2 separate regions of the Hordeum vulgare genome follow, and region 2 is linked to region 1. A link is a contact called in public Hi-C data. All regions are on one chromosome and are shown on one strand. The core of a region is the stretch at or near the end of the contact, and the rest is flanking DNA. Distances in the headings are between cores, read along the strand shown. Region 1 holds the start of LOC123407428 (THO complex subunit 4D-like). Region 2 has its middle 140 kb from the start of LOC123411497.

The links. Hi-C and Micro-C count contacts between places; a contact is called where the count stands out from the background.
Region 2: a Hi-C map of seedling shows a contact between it and region 1, with 2.2 times the contacts expected there. The contact joins the enhancer-like site here to the promoter of LOC123407428 in region 1. A contact is called at or near these places in 2 of 6 Hi-C or Micro-C datasets (leaf and seedling).

What each region holds. Positions count from the first base shown.
Region 1 is chr7H:110,385,352-110,391,914 of MorexV3_pseudomolecules_assembly, reverse strand. LOC123407428 (THO complex subunit 4D-like) reads left to right here and starts at 2,802. Exons shown (of 7, transcript XM_045100561.1): 1 at 2,802-3,082; 2 at 3,811-4,098; 3 at 4,628-4,771; 4 at 4,869-4,937; 5 at 5,840-6,033; 6 at 6,156-6,212. The coding sequence starts at 3,847.
Region 2 is chr7H:110,588,639-110,595,201 of MorexV3_pseudomolecules_assembly, reverse strand. No RefSeq gene overlaps it. Among protein-coding and RNA genes, the nearest start is that of LOC123411497, 140 kb to the left of the region's middle. Within about 2 kb of position 3,156, at least 2 of the 3 cell types and tissues checked have open chromatin away from gene starts, as enhancers often do. A contact at or near this core is called in leaf and seedling, where this site is marked.

The DNA.
Region 1 (6,563 bases), core at 1,553-4,052:
GCAACGGCGAATCCTTATGGCCAGATAGAGGCGCCTAACCCTTGCTCCCCTCATCGTATCCCCTCCTCCGGCAGCAACTCATCATCCGGTGAGATCCCCTCCCCATGCCTCCAACCGTGTGCCAAGCACCAGCAAGAAATTTTGTTTTGTGGGGATTTGTTTGCTGATGAATGAATGTATTGAATGTAAGATTGTATTGTTGTAGAGACAGAGAATGGAACACCACCTTCAGTTTGTCATCTGATCACACATTCTCTGCCACACCACTCGCCACCGCGGCTGACCTCAACCACCACTGTTGTCGATCTCAACCCACCGGCCTCCGCGGTCGTACCTCTGCCCGCTTGCTGCCCCCGTTTCGGCGCTCGAGCACAACTTCTGGATCAAATCAACGCGACAGCTACAGTGACTATGGATGATGCGTCTGCTCGATGCAGAATGGTGGCGGCGCGCGGATAAGGCGCGGCGGAGCGAAGTACTTGGAGGTGGAGGCGGGCCTCCATGGCTCACATGGGGAACTCCGAGGTTATGGGGCGGCAACGACGACTCCTTATGGCCAGATAGAAGCGCCTAACCTTTGCTCCCCTCATCGTATACCCTCCTCCGGCAGGAACTCATCATCCGGTGAGATCCCCTCCCCATGCCTCTAACCGTGTGCCAAGCACCGGCAAGAAAATTTGTTTTATGGGGATTTGTTTGTTGATGAATGAATCTATTGAATGTAAGATTATATTGTTGTAGAGACAGAGAATGGAACACCACCTTCAGTTTGTCATCTGATCCCACATTCTTTAATCCATGAGTGAAATAAGATAACAGTCCATTGATCACTTCACGTAGCTCCTTTGTTTTGTTTTGCTTGTCCCACTCAATTTCTCATCATGGTGAAATTAACAATGGACGGGTTGATTTCTCAAGAAAATAGGATAGGACTCACTACATTAGTTAGTTAGCTTATTATTTTAATAAATCAAAATGATTATAAAAAAATTAAAAGCGTGTGGTATTTTTTTCTCCCGTTTCAACGCACGGGCCCTTTTGCTAGTTTAAATAAAGTGCTTTGAAGACTTCTATAAATTTTATATTTCATGTTGGACACATCAAATATTCATGTTGCAACACACGGGCATATGTGAACACTAAGGTTATTGTCGGTAATTCAAATGAGATGCCATGTTAAAATAAAAAACATAAACCTATTAGGGCCTTGAGTCATGGTTATTACATTAAAAACATGTATTATTTTATCTCCCGTTGCAACGTACGGTTCTTTTGATAGTACTAGCAAAAAAACCGTGCGTTGCAACGGAAGAGAAAATAACACACGCTTTGAACGCAATATATTTTCATATGACATCACATTTGTGTTGCCGACGATGGCCATCGTCAGAAGTTCAGAACCAAGAGGAGCGATGTGTGAATCCCTTGCATACATCAGAGAACTCGCTCAGATATAATTATAAAAGAAGAATGTAAGCTTAGTACTCTGACATTAGCTCTGTCCAGTGTTAAACCCGTAAGCATCAGTGACAATGGGTCCACATTTCTTGCGAAGTAAATTCCCGCGGGGTCGCGGGGTTATACAAATGCCATCAATAACAGTCGAGCGTCGATGAGCTACAAGTAGATAGGCGATAAGAGTGTAACCCATAGTGAACATTTCCAGCCACCCCCTCTGAAATCTGAATGCAAACGGGAAGCATTCATAAAGTCAACTCACAAGCTCCATCAAGCTGGCACCACATAGAGCACCAACTTTGCCGCTGTATATCGCTGGTGTGTTACAGGCAAAGTGACCAACTAATCGATTGGATCCAATTTCAATGCCGTTGCATCATTTCAACTGACAAATCTGCAAGACTATCAATGGTAGGGACTGCCAGGGGAGATCCCATGGGCTGGAGTCGCGATCTCTGGAGCTAGATGGCCACCTAGCAGTGGCTGTGTGAGAAGAGAAGCGGCGGGGGAGCAACCCAAAGCACGCACCGGTGAAGGCTATGAGGTCGGGCCTCTCCGCTTCGATGAGTCGGCGCAGGAACCGGGTCGTGTTGAGGTCGGAGCAGCGCGCGCCGCCGACCTCCGGCGCCACGTCCCGGCAGCGCGTGGCGGTGCCGTTGCCGAAGTGCATGTCCGCTACCTGCGAGCAAGGGTCAGCGGGCGAGGCGCGAGCATGCAGGGGAAATCAGGCGAGCGAGCGAGCGAGCGAAGGTGCCGACCTGGAGGATCTTGAAGGCGCCGTCATGGCGGAAGCGGAGGGGCAGGGAAGGGGACCGCTTGACGCGGGGCACGGCGGCGCCGGGGTCCAGCAGGGCGGAGAAGCGGAGGAGGACGAAGGCGAGGAGGCAGGGGACGAGGAGCGAGAGGAGGCGGGTTGATTACCTGAAACATCAGGGAGTTTTTCGAAAAATGCAAAAAACGGTTCGGCTGTGACTACAAGATGGACCGCGGGTTGATTATCTAAAACTATGAGGGCTTTTGTGTAAAATGACAGGAAACGGTTCGTTCTTACTTAAAATTGGACTACGGATTAATTACCTGAAACTGCGAGGGTTTTTCTGCAAAATGACCGACTACGGACCATAGAAGCGCTGCGCGCTTTATTATTAGGGGAGACTTGTTGAGACAAAGAAAGCTTCGCTAGCAATTCGGCCGGCCACTGCGTCGATCGCTCCGGCAAACCCTGTGCGAAGCGTCGACATTACGAGGTGAGCGGCGTATAGGATTTTCCTCCCTCCCCTTGCCTAAAAAAAAAAGTTATCTCCCTCCCACCGGCAGCAAATAAAAGCAGAGCCCAATCCCCTGGGACCCGCACCAAGTCGTCTTCCTCTTCCACCCCTAGAAGGAAGTCGTCTCTCTCCTCTCAACTCCGGATCCGCCCTCGCCCCGACCCTCCGTCGGCAGACCTCGCCGAGGCGCAGACCGACAACGACACCGCCGCCGTCAAAGGCCCATAGATCTGAGCCCCCCTCGCCCTCCCTTCCGCGCTTCCTGCCAACGACCGGAGGAGAAGAATTCCCCGCCCCACAGATCCAGGATCCGCCCGCCGCCGGAGAGCCCTAGGGGGTCCCCCCCAGGCCCAGAGGTGACTTCCCCGCCCTTCTGGAACTACGGTAGCATTGGCATCAGTACGAGTATACTCCGTTGGTTGAGTCACTAACATGCGCAAAGCCCTAGCGCGGTTGGATCCCGCGGGCTCTTGGCAAACGCGGTGCATGTTATTGGCATGAACGGGTGCCGGATTTTTTTTTCCAGCTCAGTACCGCTTATGGGAACCCCCGATAGTGAGGCTGCCTAGATTAGGCGATATGGTAGTGCCCATGGTGTCGATTGGTTGCTTCTTAGAAGAGTAAGATAAGAAGGGGTAATGCAGAGATCTAGCCAGGTTGTCCTAGTGAACCTGATGTGTTCTACAAATTATGTTTTGGGGTTGTTTGCGGCAGACTGCGATAGCCGATAAGGACTACTATGCCCGGTGTACCTGATAAACTAATTGTTAGTGTAATCCTGAATGTCATCGAAAACTTCGAAGAAAGTGAAGTTAATAAGCCTACTATTCTTCGTACCACAGTGTATTTGTTGGACGAGCACAATAGTAGCATAGTAGGAAGTTTGGAAGAGCTGAACTTTTCAAAATTGTATTGTTCTGCTGCTTATGGGGTATGGTTCTTTTTCTCAACTAGTGGAAACCAATGACCTTATATCCAGTTTTTTTCCCCTATCTGTGCGTGCATATTTGTTACTCTGCTTGCTTGCACCACATCAGTACAATTGAGCAATACATAATATTAAACTTCTTTGTCCTTTTTGCAGGGCTTTCTCCCTATTGAATCTCAAGTTTTCATTGAAATGGAGGCAGCTTTGGATATGTCACTCGATGATATGATTAAGAGCAGAAGTGGGAGGGGAAGAGGAAGGGGAAGGGGACAGAGAGTTGGTCGAGGCAGAGGTGATGGCCAAAGGTCAGGCAGAGGTGATGGCCAAAGGCTAGGCCGTGGTTTAGGCCGTGGACATGGCGTTGGAACCTTCCGTGGAAGGGGAGTGCCTTCACAAAGGCCACTTGGTGTCAATACTCGCTCGTCATCGTATGCTATTGCCAAGGCAAGCACAAAATCATCGCTGTTTTTCTGTATACCCTCAAGAACCCAAATTACAATAGATACCTGACAAGAAGTGGCTATGAACTTAATAAATGGGACAGCTCAGGCCTCAGGGCTCAGTTCAGACCATATTTTGCATACTTATGAACTGTGGAGCTTCAAAGAGGATCCGAGAGGTTTCTCAATTTGAAAATGCCCTGAGAACTGCCCCTTAGCTGCTGACAATTTTGTGGCGAGATATTTGTTGGTTTGTTCTGGTTAATGCTTCAAACTGAAAAACACATTGTCTCTTCTCATGGTCAGCATGCTGATGGACTATGTATTAACCTGTTGGATACTTATTTCTCTGGATAAATTCTCTGGTTCATACAGGGGCTATCAGCTAGCACCCATTTTATGCAATGGCGTATGGTTTTATAGTTTTGCTGATGCTAGTTGACTCATCAAATACTGCGGATTGATGAGCTTTGGGGATTATGCTAACAATTTATCATCACAATCTGGGTGTGCATGCTGGGGAACATCATCAGTCATTCAACAAAACAAAGGATTTTGCATGGACACATGATCGGTTTGAGGATAGCATGGTGGCTGCTGGACTTCCTGGGATAGAAACTGGTACCAAGCTGTATGTTTCAAACTTGCACTATGGAGTGACAAAGGAAGATTTACAGGTAGCTGGATTGTTATATTATGCATGCTGGAATATTCGACAGCTTCAATCATATTGGACTTTCTCAACCTGATCTTATCTGCCGACAACTGTTTCAGGAACTTTTCTCTGAAATGGGTCATTTGAAGAACTGCATTGTCCATTATGACAATAATAGACACCCAACTGTAAGTCTCTTATGAATGCTTGTTTTTCTGCTGCAAGTTTTTACAATTAAGCACTCGCTTCTGCAAATCTCATGCTACGAGCAAGTGCCTTTTGCCCAAACATATGCCTGATCATGCATGATGCACCTATCGTGTGCATATTAGGTGTTTGGATAATCCATTGGTTGTTTGTAATGAACTTAGGACCTACTAACTATAAGCTAGAATTTGGCCCAGCACAGCCTGATGATACAGACACACACAATAACTCTTGTAAGTGTGTGAAATGATAACAGGGTATCCTTTTCTCCTGCAATATGCATTATATATTTAATTATTTATTCATGTCATATTTGATGTTGCTTGCCCAAAGCTGAATGTTGCTTTGATTTATTGCTAGTTTAGACTTTAGACCTTAGAACTTGTATCCACCAAGCCTCTTCACTGCCCCAACACATACATGACAGTATGACACACACAGAAGCTTCATGTGAACAGCCTTTTTTTTAAATAATCTTACTTTCGATAGTCTCTCCACTTGTGGCCTGAAGGTCCTGGGGTTTGAACCAGCCTCTTGCAGAATTATTATGTAAGAAATTCCCTTCCTCAGACCCCACCTTGTATGGGAGCTTTCAGCACTGGGTATGCCCTTTTTTTACTTTCTTACTTTTGATAGTCAGTGGACAACCTATTTAACCTAATACTCCAATCTTAATAAGTAGCATTATTTATTTACCTCATTCTTTTTTTTTGAATATTTATCTACCTTTACCTGCGAAACATTAGTAAAAGTGCTGGTCCCTCTATTAAATTATGACAGACCATAAAATAGAGCATGTTCTAGTAGTCCTACTTTACAGCTTTGCTCATACTGCATGTCAGAATATTATATGGTTGTATTTTTCATGGATATTCTTGAGCAGGGTTCAGCTGAGGTGATATTCACTAGGAGGAGTGAAGCTGTTCAAGCATTGAAACGATATAATAATGTACGTCTTGATGGGAAAGAAATGAAGATCGAAATGATAGGAGCAAATTTGGGTTTGGCTGCTGCTCCTGCACCTCGTGTTAGTGTTGTTCCAGGCGCAAGAGGAAGAGGACAGAGAGAAGTTGTGATGTATGGCTCTTCTTTGCGAGTGCATCTTTTAGTTAGAGGATCCATGCTTATCAAATTTACCAATCACATTATAGTAGTTTGAACTTTTTGCCTATCTGTTTCTGACTACATGATGTTTTCAGGTCCCGTCCAAGTGGGTTTGGTCGAGGTGCGACTGACTCGTCTGGTTTCCTTCCTGGGTAGGTTCTTAGGATTCCACATCTTTGTAATTTCTTTTGCTGGATAAAAATAAGAGTAGTGCAGCTTACCTCTTATGACCAGTACACAACCTTGATTCAAATAGCAATCCATGGGAAGTCTGCCAACAAGTAGTTGCTATGAAGCTTGTGTGCCTATACAACATGTGAAACTTTGTTGTCTAGTGTTGTGACTTCATATGCTATGGTGGCAACGTTTGTGTGTCTGCACATCTTTCTGAACCTTGTGGTAGTGCTAGATATTTCTAGATGTATCGATGAGCTTCATGCTTGTCGTAGTTCATTGTAGGAACTGGCAGCTAATCATATGTGATGCAGTTTGATCTAAAAAGC
Region 2 (6,563 bases), core at 1,907-4,406, 200 kb before region 1:
CTATCCGGGAGTTCCCCCCGGCAGTTCCAACTTAGTAGATTCATTGGGAACGGCGGTCCTCCTCTTAGGAGGCCGCCAAATCATTTGGAGAAGAGCTATCCACTGCCACACCGTCTTCATTCCTCATTTTTTCCGATTGGCATTTTTTTGTGGTGTGCCAACCAGAGTTATCATTACCAGAGCCTGTGATGCTTCAAACTAGTCCACCATGACAACCGTGTTCCCTCTAGGAACTATGGCACCAATATTGCTGGATGATGCAGCCTTTGGCAAGGCCAGGGTAGTTGAGTCCATCGCCGGTCTTTTCCCAAGGGACAACATGTCCTCTTTGTTTCCTTCATGGACAGATATAGAACCATCTGCCTCCCCAGCGACATTACTGGTAGGATTCTTCGCGTTAAAACGCCAACTTTGCGTCATAAGCTGGTTGTTTTGCTCCCTAATATCAGGATCTTCTTCTTCACTGCGGTATAAGTCATTATCCCTCCAGTTATTGTGCTTTGAAGGAGTCCTTCCGGCACCTCGTCCCCTCCCAAAGGTATCTGCATGTTCATCTCCTGAGTTACGATATCTGTCTGAAGCACGACGAGGACCACGACCCTGGCCTCCGCCACGTCCTCCACACCCCTCCTGGGAGATAGAATAAACGACCCCCACTCCATATTGTTTGTATCATGTTCACCACTCCTGCATTCCTCATGACAATGCCTAGGTAAACCACAGTTGTAGCAAAAGAACGGGTAGCTTTTCGAACTTAACCTGATAGAAATCAGTCTGTCCTGCTTTAGTAAAGCTCACAAATCACGTCAGCTTCTTATTGACATCAAGCCGCACTCTAGCTCTAACAAACTCTCCCACAAATCTATTGGGTAAAACAATTTGAAGCTCTAGCACTTCCCCAATCCGTGCTGCCATTGCTTTCACAAAATTTTCGCGCTTTAACACCATATCACGCAGCGTATGGATTTGGCGCCAAGTTTCAATTCTATCCAGTTTCACCAACTCAGGTTTTGTAAAGCCGTCGTATTCAGCAATCACAAGTGCCATACCTTTGAAATCCCAAGGTCCTTGATGAATCGCCTTCTTCCAATCCGCTAAACATTGAAATTGCACCGAAAACAGGTTGGAGTTGATTCTCGCCACATAGCATCTCGTGTCGGATTCCAAGCAGCCTTCATGTCCGCAATGAGGGCTCCTTGACCATAGTTTTTCTCTGTCAAAACCCTAGCAAGCGCGAGGCACATAGGTTTTTCATCTGGTTCATTAGCCTCATCTTCTCAGACTAGGTTATCACGTTCGTCCTCTTCTAGATGCAGCCTCTCTAGGAGAACACTTGGATCCGCTGGTTCCTTCCCCCCACCAGCAGTTGCACCCGCAATTGAAGCCATTGGCAATCTTCTGCGGTTTCCCAAAACCCTAGATGAGTTCTGGTCGTCAGTAGTCAAAGAAGTTGGAACCTGGGTCAGCGTGCGTGCACGATATCCGGGGATGGATGAACATCACCGCGAGACCAAGTTCGACAGCAAAAAGATGGGAACCCACGGCAGCGACGCGCCGAGGGGACTAGAAAACCATAGGCCGAAGCCTTAGGGGAACTCTTACGCCTTCCAATTTTTTGAAGCTTTCTATTGCTAATTGCATCTTTGTTCGTGAAAGTAGGAGCTTAAATTATGATGGTCACAACCTTGTTAGGCATGTCTTTTTCTCTAGGTCAGGGACGTCATATCTTCCTGGATCAACCTCATCATTCGACCAGTATCCCTATAATTATTGTTATTGATCAATAAAGCATGGAAGGATATTTAAAAAAATTCCTTCTTGATTGTGCACCCACGTGTGAGTTCTTATGTTGGAGATATTATGAACCAACTTTCTTTTTTCTTAATACAGTATAATCATAGATGTTTACATACATATACATACACTTATTCTTATGAATGCACTACTACACATTATGTCCGGCCTTATTCGGTTTGGATGATATTCATAGAAAAAACTTAGGAATAAGGATTCCAAGGAAAATTTCCTATAGACGCGTACATGAATTTTATAGGAATACTATATTTCATGTGTTTTTGGAGGAAACTACACATCTACTTAAAATTAATCTTGCGTGTAGGAACACGGCAAGTCAATTCCTTAGGATGGCAAGTGTCAATAGCAAATTGCTACTCTACTCATAATTCCTATGTTTTGGTTTCCTCCAAACCGAACGAATCCTTCGTGTGAGCACTTCCGAGTTACCGAGCCGTCACGACATCTTGAGACGGACAACTCATTACAGACGCCTCGTCGTTGAGAAAAATGTTTCTTCCACTAAAACATCAACAAAACGTCTGAAATAAATTCAAAAAATACGAGCAACACTCCCATATTTAGGATTTAAACCCGTGAACTGGATTCAGCACAAAAAAAAATCTAACCATACGAGCTAGGCTCAGTTGATAACCAGCCTCCAGACTGCAGCAGGCCTTTAGGAAAATTTCAAAACCTGACGTGGACATGTTCTGGAAGATATCCCCCGGAATCCCGGATGACCTGGCTCCAGCAACCTCCATGGTCAAATACTGTTGGGCGGATGGAGCGGAACCAGCATGGCAAGTTGGCAACGAGCCAATAATGGTGGGAGGTGCACTCACTCCGGGTGCGCCGCATGGAAACTACTAGAGTCAAAATGTCCAACGCATGCATGCATAGGCTGTGGGGTCTCTTCGCAACGCTAGTCTGTCTTCTCGTGCTGCCTACCTTCGTTTTCTGAAATACATACAGTATATATATTTTCCGATCAAGTTTTACTCTGCCAGTTGATATTTCAACTATATTCTTGAAGTTATCTTTTTTTAGGGGTTCTGAAGGTATCTAGTATTAGAGCAACTTTACTAGAATCGCCATACTGGTGCGATCACCACCTTTGTGTCACTCTGTATAATCAGATGGAAAGAGTCATGTTTGCCGTGCACATAGTGCAAGCATCAATATCATATCGATTCTCCGAGCTTCTTCCAGAGACAAGAACCGCGGTCGAGGCCCGGTCCGGCGTGAAAACGACTTTGAGCTCAACTGCTCAATAGTCACACCACCCTTATCTGTATGAGCATGGGTACATCCCAAGATCCATGCGCGACAGTGACCAGGAAAGAGACCATCAACAACTTACGCGTGGAAAATTAACAAGCTGATAGGTACAGGATCCCTCGGCAGGTCCCTGCACCTAATCCCCATTGACCTTGTTTATTGCCCCGTGCGCTACCCGCGCTAGGCGTTGTGCGTGAGACCAGATGTACCTGAGACGTACTAGATGGGAGCCTTGGAAATGTTTTCTCTTTTGGATGGTGTTTGGTCGCCGGGAGCTCTCGGAGGCAGGCGAGGCAAGGATTTAAAATGTAGTAGAACCGGTACGAGGGGATTACACATGGGAAAAGAGCAAAAGCACCGACCAAATGGGGGCACATGTCAGGGAGACCTTTTGGGTTTCCTTCGAAGCCAAGGCAAGGCGTATGAAGAAGTATTGCAGAATAGGCAACGCCTTGATGCCGCCCAATTTGGGACGTCAATACTCTTGTGCGTCTTCTTTTGCTCACATTTTGAATGGTCACAGCGTGTTTGGATACTCTCTAGTCATGTGACTAGTAGTAGTCAGACTAAAAGTTTTTAGTCAGGCCTTGTTTGAAAGGTGACTACTAATAGTCAGCATTAAATGTCTCAGTATTAAATTTTTCTCTCTCCTTTCCATTTATCTCCCTATTAATAGGCCTTGTTTGGAAGGAAAGCAGCAACAACATGCAACAGCAGCTCTCATGTCCCGCGCAAGGAAGGAAAGCAGCAACAGGATGGGCCCGCCAATTAATTAGAGGAGAGACTTTAGTCACTTTTAGTTGGGGGTGGGATGACTAGGGACTAAACTAGTTTTAGTCACCCATTAGTCAGGGGTGTTCGGAGGTTTACTGACTAAAAGTGACTACTACTAGTCTCTAGTCTCTAGTGATCCAAACACCCTCTCAATGTCTTCTTTATACCGGCGAATTTGGGACGGCAATATTCTTGTTCGTCTTTTTTTTCTTACCTCGTGAAGGGCCAGTGTTTTTTTATGTCGGTGAATTTGAAATGTCAATACTCTTGTGGGTCTTCTTTTGCTTACCTCTTGGAGGGCCAATGCTATAGAATTTTTGTCAAAAAAGACCACTAGCCGAATATTATTATTAAAAAAGACCACATGCGATACGAAATGTGAGAAAAGACCCCTATTTTCCGTGGCGGCAGACGCGCCATATGACGCGTGGCACGTGCCGCCACGGGCCGAGGTGGCTGGGCCCCGCCGCCACCCGGCGAGGCGGCCGGCCGGGCAGGTGGCACCTGCCGCCACCACTCCACGCGGCAGGCTGCCATGCTCTCGTACATGCATGCATCAACAGCCGGCTGCCTGCCTCAAGCGTACATGCATGCATCAACAACCGGCTGCCATGCCTCAAGCGCTGGCTGGCCATGCATGCTGCCATGCACAGCATCCCCGCCTGTCGCCTGAAGTGGTGGCGGCAGGTGCCACCTGCCCGGCCGGCCGCCTTGTCGGGTGGCGGCGGGGCCCAGCCGCCTCGGCCCGTGGCGGCAGGTGCCACGCGTCATCTGGCGCGCCTGCTGCCACGGAAAATAGGGGTCTTTTCTCGCATTTCATACGCATGTGGTCTTTTTTGACAATAATATCCGGCTAGTGGTCTTTTTGACAAAAAATCAATGCTACAATCACGACGACATGGAGTTTCTTAGCTCGGGGCTCAAACGTCATTCGTGGATTTCGGCTTTTGCAAGGAGACCGGATTTGGGAGGGGAAAGAAACGTGTGCATATTTGGGATATTTACACCATCGATTGGGGATTTATGACAAAGCAGGTTTGGATCTCACGTGTCATCGTTTTCTCACGACAGATGCCATGGGGTGGCTAATCGTACGTGGTTGGGACCGAAAGGACGCAGTCGGGCTACGGAAACGGGATTGGAAACGAGCGGTGCGAGACACACGAAGTACCCAGGTTCGGGGCCCTCCGTGGGAGGTAACACCCTAGTCCTGCTTGAGTTGGTTGATGATCCGGCTAGGGATACCATATGCTCCTAGTGTTGTATGCTGGAGGAAGAAGAAGGAGCTAGGAGCTCTATTTTCCCCTCGTATGTGTGTTTGGGTGTGTATTTGGCCGACCCCTGCATGGCGAGGGTTGCCCGGGGGTTTTATACGCCAACCCCGTGGGTTACAATAGGAATAGAAGGTACTGTATGGGACCCGGATGGCAGCCTTTGGAGCCGGCCAGGGGTTCCACCGGCTCGAGAAGTCTTGTCTCAAAGTGGGGCCTCTCCGGCTGCTGGGTCCCACCGGACGGGCATCGCCATTGGTGCGTGCTCGCTACGCAGTGGCATGCGTCGCGTTGTGCGTGTCGCCTTGCGTAGCCGGCTTCGGTCATCATACGGCCGTCTGCACTGTTGCCCACGCCGGGACAGGTAATGGAGTGGACGGGGCAATGCTCGTTACTGTGCCGTCTCGGCTGGTCACAGTCGGCGATGATCAGTGGCACATCCCCTCCACCGTAGACTCGCTTTGGTCTGGTCAGCGGTACCTGCAGCACTGTAGCAGTACCTTTGGTGATGATGGCCCTGGCGTGGTTCTTCACGGCGATGTGAGTGGGGCTGACCCGCCGGCTAGCGGGGCGCAGTCAAGCCGGACCGACATAGTCGGCCACGCGTAGCCGACCAAGGGTAGCCGGGTAGGCGCAACCGGCCTACAGGGGAGCCGGCCGTCCTGCGTATGTTTTTCAAAGGGCGCTGGAGGAGTCCTTGCGTTTGGCCTACTCCGGGGTTATCCCCCGTGAGTAGTACCTGAAGCAGGGCAGGCCCGCCGGCCTAGAGCGATGGACCTCGCCAATTTAATCTTGGTTTCTCGCGTGGCACAGGGTTGCAGCCGGATTGCCGACACGCCGACACCGACCTGGGTCGTAGCCGGCAAACGCGCGAGCCGCCTCGAGCTCTCTAGCGCGTTGAGAAAGGGGGCCACATGTGGCGTCCCGTAGGCCTAGGCATGACAGGCCACACGTGTGACAAGACCGGGCCGTGGAGCAGGGCCTTCCCGACGGCCGCCTCTGCCCACGCGCGCAGTTCTTCTATGGATTCGGGGGCGTCGGTTGGCGCTCCCGAGACGCAATTACGTCGCCCGCACGGCGGGGGGGGGGGGCTAGTGGGGGATGTGGGCGTCGGATCCCCTCCCCACTACCCTGCGTGGGGTTTAAATGGGCAGGGGGAGAAGCCAAGGGAGCCATTTGCTTTCCCGCTCTCACCGTTGTCTTCTCCGACTCCTCCCCTCCCCGCCTAAGAGAGAGAGAGACAGAGAGAGAGACGCCAGTGGCGGGCCTGTCGCCACCATTCGCCCGGCGCGTCGAGCACTTCTTCGTCGTCAGCCTGGCGTGCCGACCCGTCGTCGGAGATGTCGACCACCCGCGGGGCCTGGGGCGGCAACGACATCGTCGAGGAGCACATCGAGGTTCTCCGCCACCGCCGCAAGATTCCGTCGGCCAGGCTTGTCGCCG